Regions from separate parts of the Mus musculus genome. Here region 1 is linked to region 2. The links are chromatin contacts, called in public Hi-C maps. All regions are on one chromosome and are shown on one strand. The core of a region is the stretch at or near the end of the contact, and the rest is flanking DNA. Distances in the headings are between cores, read along the strand shown.

Evidence for each region. Hi-C and Micro-C count contacts between places; a contact is called where the count stands out from the background.
Region 1: a contact with region 2 is called in a Hi-C map of B cells, with 2.6 times the contacts expected there. The contact joins the promoter of Rpl34-ps1 here to the enhancer-like site in region 2. A contact is called at or near these places in 13 of 484 Hi-C or Micro-C datasets (the 63-12 cell line, the AML12 cell line, B cells and 10 more), 3 of 115 datasets of contacts at active chromatin or transcription factors (embryonic stem cells, epiblast stem cells and kidney) and 2 of 9 other capture datasets (adipose tissue and embryonic stem cells).

The regions. Positions count from the first base shown.
Region 1 is chr6:71,119,685-71,126,302 of GRCm38.p6, reverse strand. Rpl34-ps1 (ribosomal protein L34, pseudogene 1) reads right to left here and starts at 1,714. Exons shown (of 1, transcript NM_001199350.1): 1 at 1,302-1,714. The coding sequence starts at 1,693. The coding sequence ends at 1,340.
Region 2 is chr6:70,877,686-70,884,620 of GRCm38.p6, reverse strand. Eif2ak3 (eukaryotic translation initiation factor 2 alpha kinase 3) reads right to left here. Exons shown (of 17, transcript NM_010121.3): 4 at 5,653-5,786; 5 at 2,903-3,137; 6 at 2,194-2,356; 7 at 886-1,026. Among named protein-coding and RNA genes, the nearest start is that of Gm23346, 26 kb to the right of the region's middle. Within about 2 kb of position 3,495, at least 15 of the 459 cell types and tissues checked have an H3K27ac peak or open chromatin away from gene starts, as enhancers often do. A contact at or near this core is called in B cells and kidney, where this site is marked.

The DNA.
Region 1 (6,618 bases), core at 465-2,964, 240 kb before region 2:
GACAGAGAACTAGGTTCCTTTTGTCTTTTCATCGGGGCCTCTGAGAAAGCCTTGGATCAGTCTGGCTCTCAGCACAGACCATCCTGGGCACTGAACAATTGTTTGGCAATTTTCAGATACTTTTGTAGAGCAAGAGCCCTGTGGGCACTATTGAGGTGGTTCAGCAGGCAAAGCCCTTGTGCACATGTCTGGTCACCTGAGTTTTGTCCCTAGAACCCACATAAAGGTGGTAGGAGAGAATCTACTCACATCGTATACATGCAATAATAATACATACAAGTAAACAAATTGTAAGAGGTCATAACGTTTTCCTAATATCACCTACAATATGTCCGTTGCTGCTTTACAGAAATTAATTCATGGGATCCGGATGGCAGTGTGACAAGTCCATTTTACAAAGGAGCCAACTGGGATTCTGGGAGATGATGGCTTTGAGTTCTGTGTGAAGTGTTCATTGAAGCTACTCTGGAGAGCCAGTGGGGTTCCCTTGGGTTTCCAGCCTCCTCCTAGTCTCCACTCCTCTTTGCCCCCCTTTTCTTTATCCCTGGTCCCCCTCACCTGTCTTTGCTTTGTGTGAGAACCTGGCTGTGCTTTCCTAGACGGCCCACCTCCTAATAGTCCCACCCTCTAAAGGCCAGGCATTGAAACACATGCATGTGTGGGGGCCTTGTAACAGGTGCAGTGTCAAGATTTAAAGCAGAGCTTGGCTGCTAGGCCACCTGTTGAGGGTCACTTCTCCCTCATCTCTTATCTTCCTATTGTCTCTGATCCAAGGCTCACTCCTCATCAGGGATCATGTTGCTTGTAAAACCGATTCAGCTTAAGTATCTCTGGTTCAGACCCCAGCAGCGTGTAAGCAACCCTGCAAGCAAAGGTGAGCACTCTCTGGCTCCCTTGGGGAAAAGAAGCCTTCCAAATCCACTGGAAAGCCTGGCAATAATTCTCCCAGCCAGCAGAGGGCAGCAGAACACATCCAAAGTCCTTGCTTTAAAGTAGGTGGGGCTGGCCAATCCAACCACACTCCTGTCATTGCTCATGGGCAAACCACCTGTCTGACTTTATTTTCTGAAGTCTGGGGACCCTGAAGGTTTGAGGGTTGAACTTAGTACCTTGCACATGCTAGGCAGGTGCTCTACTACTGAGTCATATCTAGGCTTGTCCCAGAGGACAACCTCAGGTGCTGTTCAGCAGGCTCTGCCCTGTTTTATTTTATTTTTTTTAGACAGGCTCTTTCATTGTTCTGGAGCTTTCTTTTTTTTTTTTTTTTTTTTTTTTTTTTTTTTTTTTTTTTTTTTTTTAGATCAAGTCTTGATTTTTATTACTTAAAAAATGTGCATATCTATTTTGCTTTCTGACTCTGTGCTTGTGCCTTCAACACTTTCACAACGATTTTCTGCTCCTCAATAAGGAAAGCCCGCTTGATCCTGTCACGGACACACTTGGCACACATGGAGCCGCCATAGGCCCTGCTGACGTGCTTCTGTGTCTTAGACAGTCTCATAAGGACTTTGGGCCGCACAGCACGAACCCCTCGAAGTCTGCCTGGGCACACGCCACATGCGGATTTAGGTGCTTTCCCAACCTTCTTGGTGTAGAGGTAAACAATCCTGTTGCCAGGGGTTCGAGACAGCCTAGTTTTGTTAGAGGCTGTGTTGTAGGAAAGCCTACGGCGGTATGTCAAACGCTGGACCATCCTGAGTGCCTCTGAGCACCGTCCCCGGAAGAGTTCTGGAGCTTTCTAAGCAGCAAAGCTGGTTAGTCAGCAAGTCCTGGATTCCATAAAAAATAACTTAAAAATTTAAAAAAATGTATTGCATCTTATTATTGGTGCCTCTCTCTCTCCTTTTAAAAGTTCACATATGCCTCGTGTGTGTGTGTGTGTGTGTGTGTGTGTGTGTGTGCCCTCGCGTGCGTCCGTCTGTCTGTCTGTCTGTCTGTCTGTCTGTGATTTCTGAGAGAGCAATAGTAGCTGGAGATGGGGAGACCCAGTAAGCAAGCCCATGTCTGTGCAAAGGCCAGAGGAGGAGTCAGGTGTCCCATTCTGTGACTCTCCATCATATTCCCTTGAGGCAGCATCTCTCATTGAACCTGGAGCTAGGCTAGCAGGGAGCAAGCCACAACCATCAATCACCTGTCTCCACCACCAGAGAGCTGGTGTAAAACTTCTTACTGACACGCTTCCGTACTGCTTCAACTAGGAAAAGCAGACGTAAACACAGAATCAAGAAAGTCAAAATAACCTTGTCACTGTGTAACACGCATGTGCTGGTACCAAGACTGTGGTGGACTCCAGCAGTGTCCTCCCGGCACATGATCATTGTGGGTGTCTATTGATAAGCTTTTCTTCCATTTGTGCTGCAGGAACACCCTAGTCACAGCAGCTGGGAGGTCATTTCCCTTCTCTCAGAGCCAGCTTAGCCCAGTGCCTCAGCCTCCTGTGTGACAGAGTTTCTGGCTGGTGATTGTGGATTCAGATATAAATGCAGACACTGAAATTATGCAGTGACTTGATTTTTAAGTCATTCAGATGGATCTAGAAAATTATTTGAAAAAAATAGTGTACAAACTCACACACATGAAATGCATTGCTGCTGGAGAAGTGTGTGTGTGTGTGGTGTGGTGTGTGGTGTGTGTGTGTGTGTGTTTAGGCCAGAGAACAACCTCCTGTGTTGTTCCTCAGGTGCTGTCATTTTTTATTTATTTATTTTTTTTGACACAGTATCTCATTGACCTGGAGCTGGTTGGTCAGCAAGTCCTAGATTCCTGGATTCCCTTTTGAGAAATCTCTCTCTCAGTCCTTACTTCTTATAGGTGAGCAAGTTGAGTCTCAGACAGGACCTCTGCCTTAGCCTTAGTACACAGATCATCAGGGTGGGGCAAATGAGATCCAGTGTGCACAGCCATTTCTCCTGATAAGACCCTCAGTCAGTCAGAACAGACTTGGTTCTGGAGAAGGAGCCTGGGTATGGATTCTTGAGGGAACAGTCATGGTAGTGTGGGGACTTCCCTGGAGGTATCTAGTCACCAGCTTCCAAATCTGAGGAAATGAGAGAGTACTGGTGTGCACAGCCCCTGGGAAAAGCCGACGACCCTACCACTCTACATTCAGATTAAGTGCAGGTTGTCTCAACTCCATGGCCTTCCATTCCTATGGTTGTCACCTGGTTCTGGCCCTTACGCTACCAGAGAAAGCTCCCCTGGACTGGCTCTGCCTCAAACTATAGGTGCATAGGTGCAAGATGGAGAAACATGGAGCAGATGCAAATACCTTGTCCCCATGAGGATGGTGGAGCAGAGAGGGCATGACACCCTTTGTTCCCTGAGATGAGCAGTACCTGGGGGGAGGAAATAACAAGACTCATATTTAAAGCCAGGTTAGTTACATTTGAAGAGGAAGGTAAGGTGGGGGGTTTGATGAGATAGCTAAGTAGGTAAAGATGCCCCCTCATACACGAGAGAGAGAGAGAGAGAGAGAGAGAGAGAGAGAGAGAGAGAGAGAGAGAGAGAGAGAGAATTCTATAAGAGCAGGGGTCATCAGAAAAGACACTTTAGTCATTCTAAGAGCTGAGGTTAGTCCCATGAGGGTCCGGAACACACTGGTCAGCTTTGAGCACTTATGTGAGACCTCAAAGCCCTGCCTCCACAGTGACACACTTTCTCTAAAAGGCTATACCTCCTCCAATAAAGCCACATCTCTTAATAGTGCCACTTCCCATGGTCCAAGCCTAGCCAAACCAACCCAGAGCTGAAGTGGGTGGAGCTGGGGTTAAATGATGGGATGAAGAGACTGAAAACCTGCCCCTCAAACGCTAGAAGGACCACTTTCAAGGAAGTTTGGAGTATGGGAATGACACGAGAAAGAGTCACCTGGGAAGAGGCCATCCCAGCCGAGGGATCGCCCTATCAGATTGGCCCATGGGTATGTCTGTGGGGCATTTTCTTGATTAATGATTGATGTGAAATGGGCCACCGCTTGGCAGCTGGTCCTGGTTCATATAAAAAGCAAGCTGAGCAGGCTGTGGAGAGCAAGATAGTGATTGGCTCCTCCATGGCCTTTGCTTTCGCTCCTGCCTTGGCTTCCCTTGGTGGTTAACTGTGTAAAATGGAATAAACCCTTTCCTACCCAGGTTGCTTTTGGTCATGGCAGTAGGAAGCAAACCAGGACACAGGGTAAGTGAACATACTGGGGTCGGGCCTTGTGTGGGCCTCAGCTTGATGAATAAAAGGATTGGAAGAAGTGGGTAAGCATGCCTCCAATGCTCGGGTTGGTCCTTATCATCTCTAAAAGGACTTCAGTCTTCTTGGCATTAGGCGTCTGCTCTCCTGGTCTCAAGTTGCAAACTGGTAATCCTGTGATTTAAGTGTTTGCTCTTGACAATTTTCAAGTTCTGTGTGCGTGGTTCTTAGTCATGGTCCCCGCATTGCACTGTAGATCTCTTGAACCTGTTTCTTACAAACCTTAGTTTTTTGAAGATTGGCAAGATGGCTTAGCAGGTAAAGGTGCATACTGCCAAGACTGGCGACCTGAGTTCAAGTCCCAAGATCCCCAAGGTGGAAGGAAACGGAAGAAATCAACTCTACAAAGTTCTGACTTCCTCATGTGTGCTACAGCTCCTGTATGATACATTCATAACTGCACACTTATATACCCACAGCCCTGCCTGGCACAAATGAATAAATGTAATAATAGAAGTTTTAAAGCACAGTCTTATCATTTTCCTAAGACAAAGAAAGCTTGCTGGGCTGAGAGACGGGTTAAGAGCACTTGCTCTTGTTGCAGGGAACTCAGATTCGGTTCCCAGCACCTGCCTTAGGTGACTCCAGTTCCAGACGACCCAATGCCCTCTTCTGACCTCCTCAGGTACCTGTGCACTCATGGTACACACACACACACACAACGTATATCATACATACATATACCCAAGCATGCATACATATGCATAAAATAGACCTCATTCTCCTTTCTGACTCTATCTGTATCTTTCTGGGCACTCTCCCACACGCCCCACGACATCTCAGAATTGCGGTGCACTTCTCTATGAAATGGTGGGGTAAAACCCCATGCTCTCTGCTTCCCTTCCTGGTTCAAATCGGAACAACAAAAATCAGTCACAGAGGCATAAGCCTGTAACCCTTGCACTTAGGATTCAGAAGCAGGGAGATCAAAAGTTCAAGGTCACCCTCAGCTACATAGGGAGTTGAGGATAGCCTGGACTACATAAAATGCTATCTTTTTAAAAAAATAGGAAAGTATATTTTATCTGGGTATGGTAGTACATGACTGTAATCTTAGCACTTGAGTAATAGAGTCAGGAGAATGATGAATCTGAATAGAGATGCAGGCCAGCAGAACTATACAGTGTGACCTTGTCTCAACAAACAGAAAATAAATTTAATCATTTAACAATCAGGTTTATGAGGGTTGCAGACACGTTCCATCTTGCCTCATTTTATGCAGTACTGGGATGGAACCCAGGGCCTCTTATATCCAAGCAATCACTCTGGTGACGTGAATAAGAATGGCCTCCCATAAATTAATATTTGAATGCTTAGTCACCAGGGAATGGAGCTCTGAAAGGATTAGAAGGATGAGGAGGTGTGGCCTTGTTGGAGGAAGTGTGTCACTGGGAGTGAGCTTTGGGATTTCAGAAGTCCATGCCGGGCCCAATCTCTCTCTCTGCCTACAGGTCAAGATGTAGCTCTCCAGCACCTTGTCTGCATGCAGCCTTGCACACCAATATGATAATGGACTAAGCCTCTGAAGCTATAAGCAAGCCCGCAATTAGACATTTTCCTTTATAAGGGTTGCTGCGGTCACGTTCTTCACAGCAATAGAACAGTGGCTAAGACGTACTCTTATCAACTAAGCCATATCTTCAGCCCCACATTTTATATTATGTATATTTTACCACATTTTAAAATCCAATAAGGCTCATCTCAGTGTGCCCTCTATCAGGGAGGAGTAGACAGGCAGAGTGAGCAGTGGGGCTGTATTGCCAGCTCTTCTGTTTCCTCTGGCTGGCCCAGAGTTCCAGATCAAAGACCCCTGATGACACAGCTTCCTCCAAGCCCTGTACTCAGTTGTCCTACCATGCTGGGCGGGGGGCGGGGGGGGGGAGGGGGGGGGAGGGCACAGGCTCCATCTTCTGTCCAGCCCACTTGCCTCCTCCTGAGGATGGGGCTTATAGATCTGCAAAGACAGGACTCCTGCAGGCTTCCTGTAGCCAGGGCCAGAGCTGCCTGGGCACGCCCTGCGGAGGGGAATCACCTTGCCCTGAAAAAAAAAAAAAAACCTAGGCGAGAGAGGGAGAAAGCAGTACAATTAAAATCTTAGTGTATGAATAATTACGTTTTAAAAATCCCCACTTTTTTTGAAACATCAAAAGGAATTCTGCAATAAGAGGTTTAATTTGCAGATTTAGCGGCATTTGGCAGGTTAAAAGTAGGGGCTGAGAAGTGAGTAAGCGTGGGATTTGGGGCTGGAAGAAAAGAATGGGAGGATCTGTTTGGCCAGAAATCCGGCTTTGAGCTCCATCTGAGCTCCCCAGCCTCACTTCCTCTGCCTACAGCAACCCTGGGACCCGGCTGCTGGTTGGGGGTGGGGGGTGGGGTGGGAGG
Region 2 (6,935 bases), core at 2,246-4,745:
AGGTCCTACACTAGGAAGATGACCCACATCTGTGTGAAGCAGACAATTTGAGCTTAGGAGTAGGGAGATGAACATGGGTAACATAGTCAGACCGTATCTCAAAACAACAGATGCAGAAAGGGTCATTCATCCAAAGAATCGCTTAAGGGTCAGCACGTTGGGTCACTGGGTAAAGGCATCTAACATCGAAGCTTCAAACTTGAGTTTGATCACTCTAACCCACATAAATAAAATTAAACTCAAACAAAATTTTAAAAGAAGCCCTTCAAGTATAACATTTACAATAAAAACACGCAAAAGGTATAGAAAGAAAACTAAAGGATTTGGTCCAGTACTTCAATTTGTTTATTTGTCTCAAAAATATGTGATTACCAGGTAACTTGTTTACCTACATACACTTATTTTTCTGTTTTGTTTTGTTTTGTGTTTTGAGAGACAGGGTTTCTCTGTATAGCCCTGGCTGTCCTGGAACATGCTCTGTAGACCAGGCTGGCCTCGAACTCAGAGATCTGCCTGCCTCTGCACCACCATGGCCTGGCTTATTCTGTTTTAAATGCTTTGCTTGCTAGTTGGTCTTGGAGATGTGGTCTTACTGTGCCCTGGTTGGCTGGAACTCATTGTGCAGACTAGGCTGACCATGAACTAACAGAGATCCCACTGTTTCAGCCTCCCAGGTGCTTGGAATAAAGGTGCTGGGTTTGTTTGTTTGTTTGTTTTTTGTTTCGAGATAGGGTCTCCTGTCACCCAGACTGACTTCAAACTCACTATGTCGATGAACCTCCTGCTTCCACATTCAAGTGCTAGGAAGTTGCAGGCCCACGCTACCACACCTGACTTACCTAGTAGGCACTTCAGTAGTATTTGTAAAGTCTCTAAGTGACTTACGGATTAAGGGCTTCCATTTGATCGTCGGCAGAGGAATAATTGCATTTTCGCCATTTACAGACTCCAAGGCCTTTGGGCTTGTAGGGAACTTTTCTGAGACCCTGACGGACGACTGCAGGTACAGCTGGCCTCTGTACATCCCTGGGTCAACCACATGGTCAAAAACATGTCAGTCACATGATGGAGTTCTTAAAAGTTTGCTCTGATTTAATGCACTTAGACAAATGTTATTCCTTTGCTACATAGCTCTTTCCAGGGAAGATGCTCAAAGCATTTACATTTGACTCAACAAAACCGAAAAACATATATATATATAAAGCCTCTACAATGTTCCCCGAACTGAATAATAGCACCTTTTCAGTAACACAAAACCATTTCCACCAAAACATCAAAAAATAAGACTTTCTGTGCTTCCAACAGCCTGTAAAGGAAGTTTATCTAAACAACTCTAATGCCAGGGCCGTGATAACAGTGTGGCCAATGCTACAAGTCATGCTCATGTTTTACTTTATTTTACGAAAAGGAGGGCGCTCTTTATTTCCATGACTTGATTATTTAGTGATATATTTGACTTGTTCATGTTGTCAAAGACATTCGTTCCTTCAGATCATGGCATTTCATGGAGACTGGGTTGAAGTATGGGTGGCATGTAGTTTATATAATTTTGTCTCAATAACCCAAGCTAACCTAAACAGATACAAACATTTCAAAATGTATTTATGTGATATGCTCAGTAGTACAGAATCACAGGAGAGCTTTGTTTTTTTTCAGTTTAGCTGTAAAGATGCCATGAAATAAACAAACTGTGGCTTGCAGGAAGAAAGCAAACAGCACAGATGTGACGAGGTTTTCAGTCTCTAGAGTAGTGCTTCTCAACCTGAGGGTCTCAACCCTGGGGGTCCAACAATCCTTCCATAGGGGTTGCCACAACGATCAGAAAACACAGATATTTACATTACAATTTATATCAGTAGCAAAATTACCATTATGAAGTAGCAACAACAACAAATTTATAGTTCGGGATCGCCACATGAGGAACCGGGGGTCACAGCATTAGGAAGGCTGAGAACCACGGCTCCACAGAATGAGGGCATTTCTGAGCCTTTCTAACTTGTGTCTCAGATGAAAAGAACACAGTAAACTAATCAGGTTGCAGAACTGGACAAGCGGAAAAACCGCAGGAATACAAATCAAGGCACAGACGTTAAGGGAAAGTAAGGCAAAGAAAGTACTCGGAAACTAAGTAGAAAGGGCCGCCAGTGAAGCACGCTGGGCGTCAGTGGGCCTTTCCTGGCTAACGCTACCCACCTAAGTACACGCTGTTCTCTGTGGCTCCCCGAGCAGCCTCTACAATGTCTTCTTCGTCTCCCAAGGCTTCTTCGCTGGCTGTGTAACTTGTATCATCAAACAGGCTGATGGGGATGACCTTGCCATCCCTCACCAGCCAGGCGGACGCGATGGGAGTACAAAACTAGACAGAGGAGAGAAGCAGTCAGCAACGAAAGCGGAATTTACAGATTTCCGCTTGTAAATGCCTTCTCTCTCCCTCCCTCCTTCCCCTTCCCTCCCTCTCCCTCCTTTCTGTGAGTGTCTGTGTTCTCTGCAAGAGCTGCAGCTCCTCTTAGCCACTGAGCCATTTATCTCTCTAGCTTCTCCATCTTAATTTTTGATTCAGGTTCTCTTACAGGAATTACAGGATTACAGGAATCCACTGGTCAGACGGGGCCGACCAGCATGGACCTGCCTTTCTATGCCTTCCCTGGGCTGGGAACAGACCTGGAACCTCAGGCCTCGCTTTTCATGTTGTGATGGGGATCTGAACGCAGGTCCTCAGGCTTGCACAGCAAATACTCACTGACTAAACCATCTTGCCAGCTCCACAAAATGTCTCTTAAAGTCACAGTTTTAAAGCAGAGAAAAATACCTGAGATTCCAAAATGGCATTACCTCCCTCTAGTAATGTGTATGGTCAAACAAAACCTGGGGACAGAGCTACTGAGTCTGTGGTCTCGGATACCTGGTACTCCCATTCCAGGCGGCCTCCCTTCCTACTAAACGCCATGACCTTCCAATCAGCAACGGAAACTTTTATCACTGTGTCCAGCATGGTGGCTTCTTGTTCTTCCACATCTGAAATAATTTTAGAGTCTTCTTTGTTTCCACCCGGTTTAAAGGTGCTTTCAATGAATCCGGCTCTAGTTTCCATGTCTGGAATATACCGAAGTTCAAAGTGGCCAACACTGAAATTCCACCTTAAATTTATAAAGGTGTGTTTTAGAATCTTACGTTTAAATGAAGGGACCAAATAATACAGCACGCAAATAATACAGTACTGCTTTTAGACTGAAGAAGAAAATAGAACACTTTTGTGAGAAGACATCATCATAGCTTTTTTTGTTTGTTTGTTTTTTGTTTTTTTTGAGACAGGGTTTCTCTGTGTAGTCCTGGCTGTCCTGGAACTCACTTTGTAGACCAGGCTGGCCTTGAACTCAGAAATCCACCTGCCTCTGCCTCCCAAGTGCTGGGATTAAAGGAGTGCACCACCACGCCCAGCTCATCTTAACTTTTTGAAATGGAATGCAATGCTGATTTACACCACAAGAGGGCCTCAGAGAGCCGTGGCTGATCCTTTGCAAGCAGCTATTCTGAGGCCGTAGACAGTAAACACCTAAGGCCAGACGTTCTATCAAAAATTAACATGTACTTCATAAAACACAACAAAATCACATTAAAATGAGGTGACTTGCAGCCGGCCTTAATTTCTTAATTACCTGAGCACATGTCATTCAAGTGCAGCAAAGTACACCCCAACAAACCAGTGTAAAAGGCAAGCTGTATACATTACTTTTAGATTCCAATGGAACTTCTTCAATCACCTAAGCAAAACCCATTTTTGTTCTCTATTGACCAAGATATGACAGATGATTCCCTCTGTCCTAGATGTCTGTCTTATCCAGCAATGTTTTCTCTATAGTCAGGGAGCAGGAAATGCACACACATAATTAACTATAATGACAGTCACTAAGATTATAAAATGGTCTAGCTATGAATTTGGAAATGTTGATATATATACATCTATATTTATGTTTAAGGAATATGGAGATTAGATCTCTCTCTCTCTCTCTCTCTCTCAATAGAATTAGAGGCCCACGCTTGCTCTTTGGATTCTGGTAACTCACAAATCTACTAAACTGCACCTGTGCTCCCACAGAGCTCTCAGATTTAACAATCCCAGTAGGATAAACTCTGGCAGGCAAATACAAATCTCTATTCACAGGCCAGCAAAAACAGAAAAAAGGAAATACTTTCTTAATTGGGTTTGAAAGCAAATTTCAGGACAGATGCCTCAATTCTATTTCATCAGATGACAAAAGTTTCTAAGTGGTTCAGTTTCAAAATATCAAGATGGGATCTAAAGTGATTTTTTTTTTAACTACACAGGTGACTCAGAGCTTAGTATATCAAGCTGAGAAAGTCTGGACATGACAGAGGACCAGCGTATCTAACAGCTGAATCATATATTAAGTGGTAAATTACATAAGGGGCTCATTATTTGTTAGGTCAAATGAATGGCTGGTACTTTTAAAGATAGCAGAGTAAGTGACTACTCTGAAGCTGGGAGCTGGGACGGCAGATCAGTGATGGAACATTGCCTAGCGCGTGGGGAGAGCTGGGCTTGATCCTCAGCACTGCAAAAATGAAAAGGTAAATAAAATAAAATAGGGCTAGTGAGACAAACGACCAAGGCATCCACTAGACACTCAAGTGTCCTGCCATTAAGTAACTTCTATCAGTCATGTTACTAGGCCAAATGTCACTGACCAAGGACTAAGCTAAAAATACATTCACTCCATGGGACTCCTGGTTACCACACCTTGCAGCACACGATGTGATGCTGTTTGGCCCATTTTAGGCTTGAAAACCATCTTATAGTAAAGACTAACTAGGTTCATTCCTATTTATGATTAAATCTCTGCTTTGCAAGAATTGGGCTATGCCCTACCTGTAACCTTAATTACTAATGGTTTTGTTCTCCCAGTTCCAGGAATGGCAATCTTGTCTTTGTTTCAAAAGTTGTTATAACCATCTTGCAACCCTACTCTTAGCAAGGACCACCTCCTTGCAATCAGGTCTTTGTTTCAGGTCATTATGACTAACTTGTTATGTTTAAATCCTGTTCCTATAACCCTGCCAATTTTGCCTGTCAAACTCCCCATTTGTGGAAACCCCTACTCCAGAACTATAAAAACCTTGTCTCCCTCGTGCCCGATGTTGATCTCTTGAGCCCTGCCTTTATGGGTAGACAGAATGTGTATATGAATTTTAAAAAAGCTAGCTGTAACTAATGCAGCCATGATGATTTGGGTCTGTGGGCTTTCTCCTCACATCTTTGAGATTAACATAGGCATTCATTTCTCTTAAAAGTACATTGTAGCCGGGCGGTAGTGGCCCACGCCTTTAATCCCAGCACTTGGGAGGCAGAGGCAGGCGGATTTCTGAGTTCGAGGCCAGCCTGGTCTACAAAGTGAGTTCCAGGACAGCCAGGGCTACACAGAGAAACCCTGTCTCGAAAAACCAAAAAAAAAAAGTACATTGTGCTTTGGATTCACAGAATCTGTACAAAGGAAAGTCTTTAAGAAATCCTAGGTTTAATGGAGTCACATCCCCCTTTTTATCCACCTGCCTCTGTTGGGACTAAAGGTGTGCACCGCATGACCAGCTTTTGGAATTTCTAAATAACGCCATTCCTGATGTTCGGATACCCACTTCTCACTGCCGCTTCGAGGCCCGACAGCTCGCACAGTCTTCTGCGTACGCTGCAGAAGCAAGATGTCTTCCTCTTCTTCCATTTCATCACTATCCCATCGGCGACATCCCAAGGCAGAACAGATATACCTCAGCTGAAAAGACAGACATAAAATAAGTCAAAGAAGCAAGAAAGACAGCAGACAGATAGGCATAGACAGGCAGGCAGGCAGACACCCCACCCACCCACACCCTGTCTCTATGTAGCCCTGGCTGGCATGGAACTTACTTTTGTAGTTAAAGCTGGTCTTGAACTCAAAGAGATCCACCTGCCTCTGCCTCCCAGGTGCTAGGATTGAAATGTGTGCCAGTATGTCCAGCACACGATCTCTATAATTTGTTTTTTTTCTTGAGACAGGGTTTCTCTGTGTTGCCCTGGCTGTCTTGAAACTCCCTTTGTAGATCAGGCTGGCCTCAAACTCAAGAGATTTGCCTGTCTCTGTCTCTAGTGCTGGGATTAAAGGCACACACCATGCTGGGCTCACAATTTTTAAAAAAGTAAAATGAAATTAAAGAAATACCTAAGTTATGGGCATCTTTAGATTCCTAAACCGGAAAATGAGTTACTTAGAACCATGAAAGTTCCAACAATGTTTATTTCAGGGAATGGATGATTTTAAGGACTTATATAATTTGAGCCCTATTTTGGGGAATTCCATGGGGAATTCCAAAGAAGAAATGAATAGCCAATTGTATCTCTGCAGACACGGCATTACTAAAGCTCCGATGAGGCGAAAGAACACTCAGCCTCACAATCCCCACCTAGCGTTACGTATCCAGCTTTAAAACTCTGAGCCCTAATGTCTTTTGACTGAAGAAAAACAGAGCCTCCTTAGTTGGATCCAAACTGAAATCCTCAGAAAAGACAGAAACATGCTGGGATCCCAGACTTCTCGTAGCAGAACATCCAGGCAGAGAACCGCGGGACTGGTCAGCCCTGCTGTTTTACAGAGGAGAATACTAACATAAAGGGAGGCTGACAGCTCAATTTCAAACAAAACAAAGCACCAATGGCCATCCTGGATAGCATGGAATCCTTAATCCCCAGGCTGCGGAGAGCCTGGCTCCTGGAAGAGGGCCACTGAACTAGGAACCTTCAGGTTAAGAAGTCCTGCTCCCAGCCTTCCCTTTCTTTTTCTTTTAAATATTTTTTTAAAAGATTTATTTATTTTATGTATGTGAGTACATTGTAGCTGTCTACCCCAGAAGAGAGCATCAGATCCCATTACAGATGGTTGTGAGCC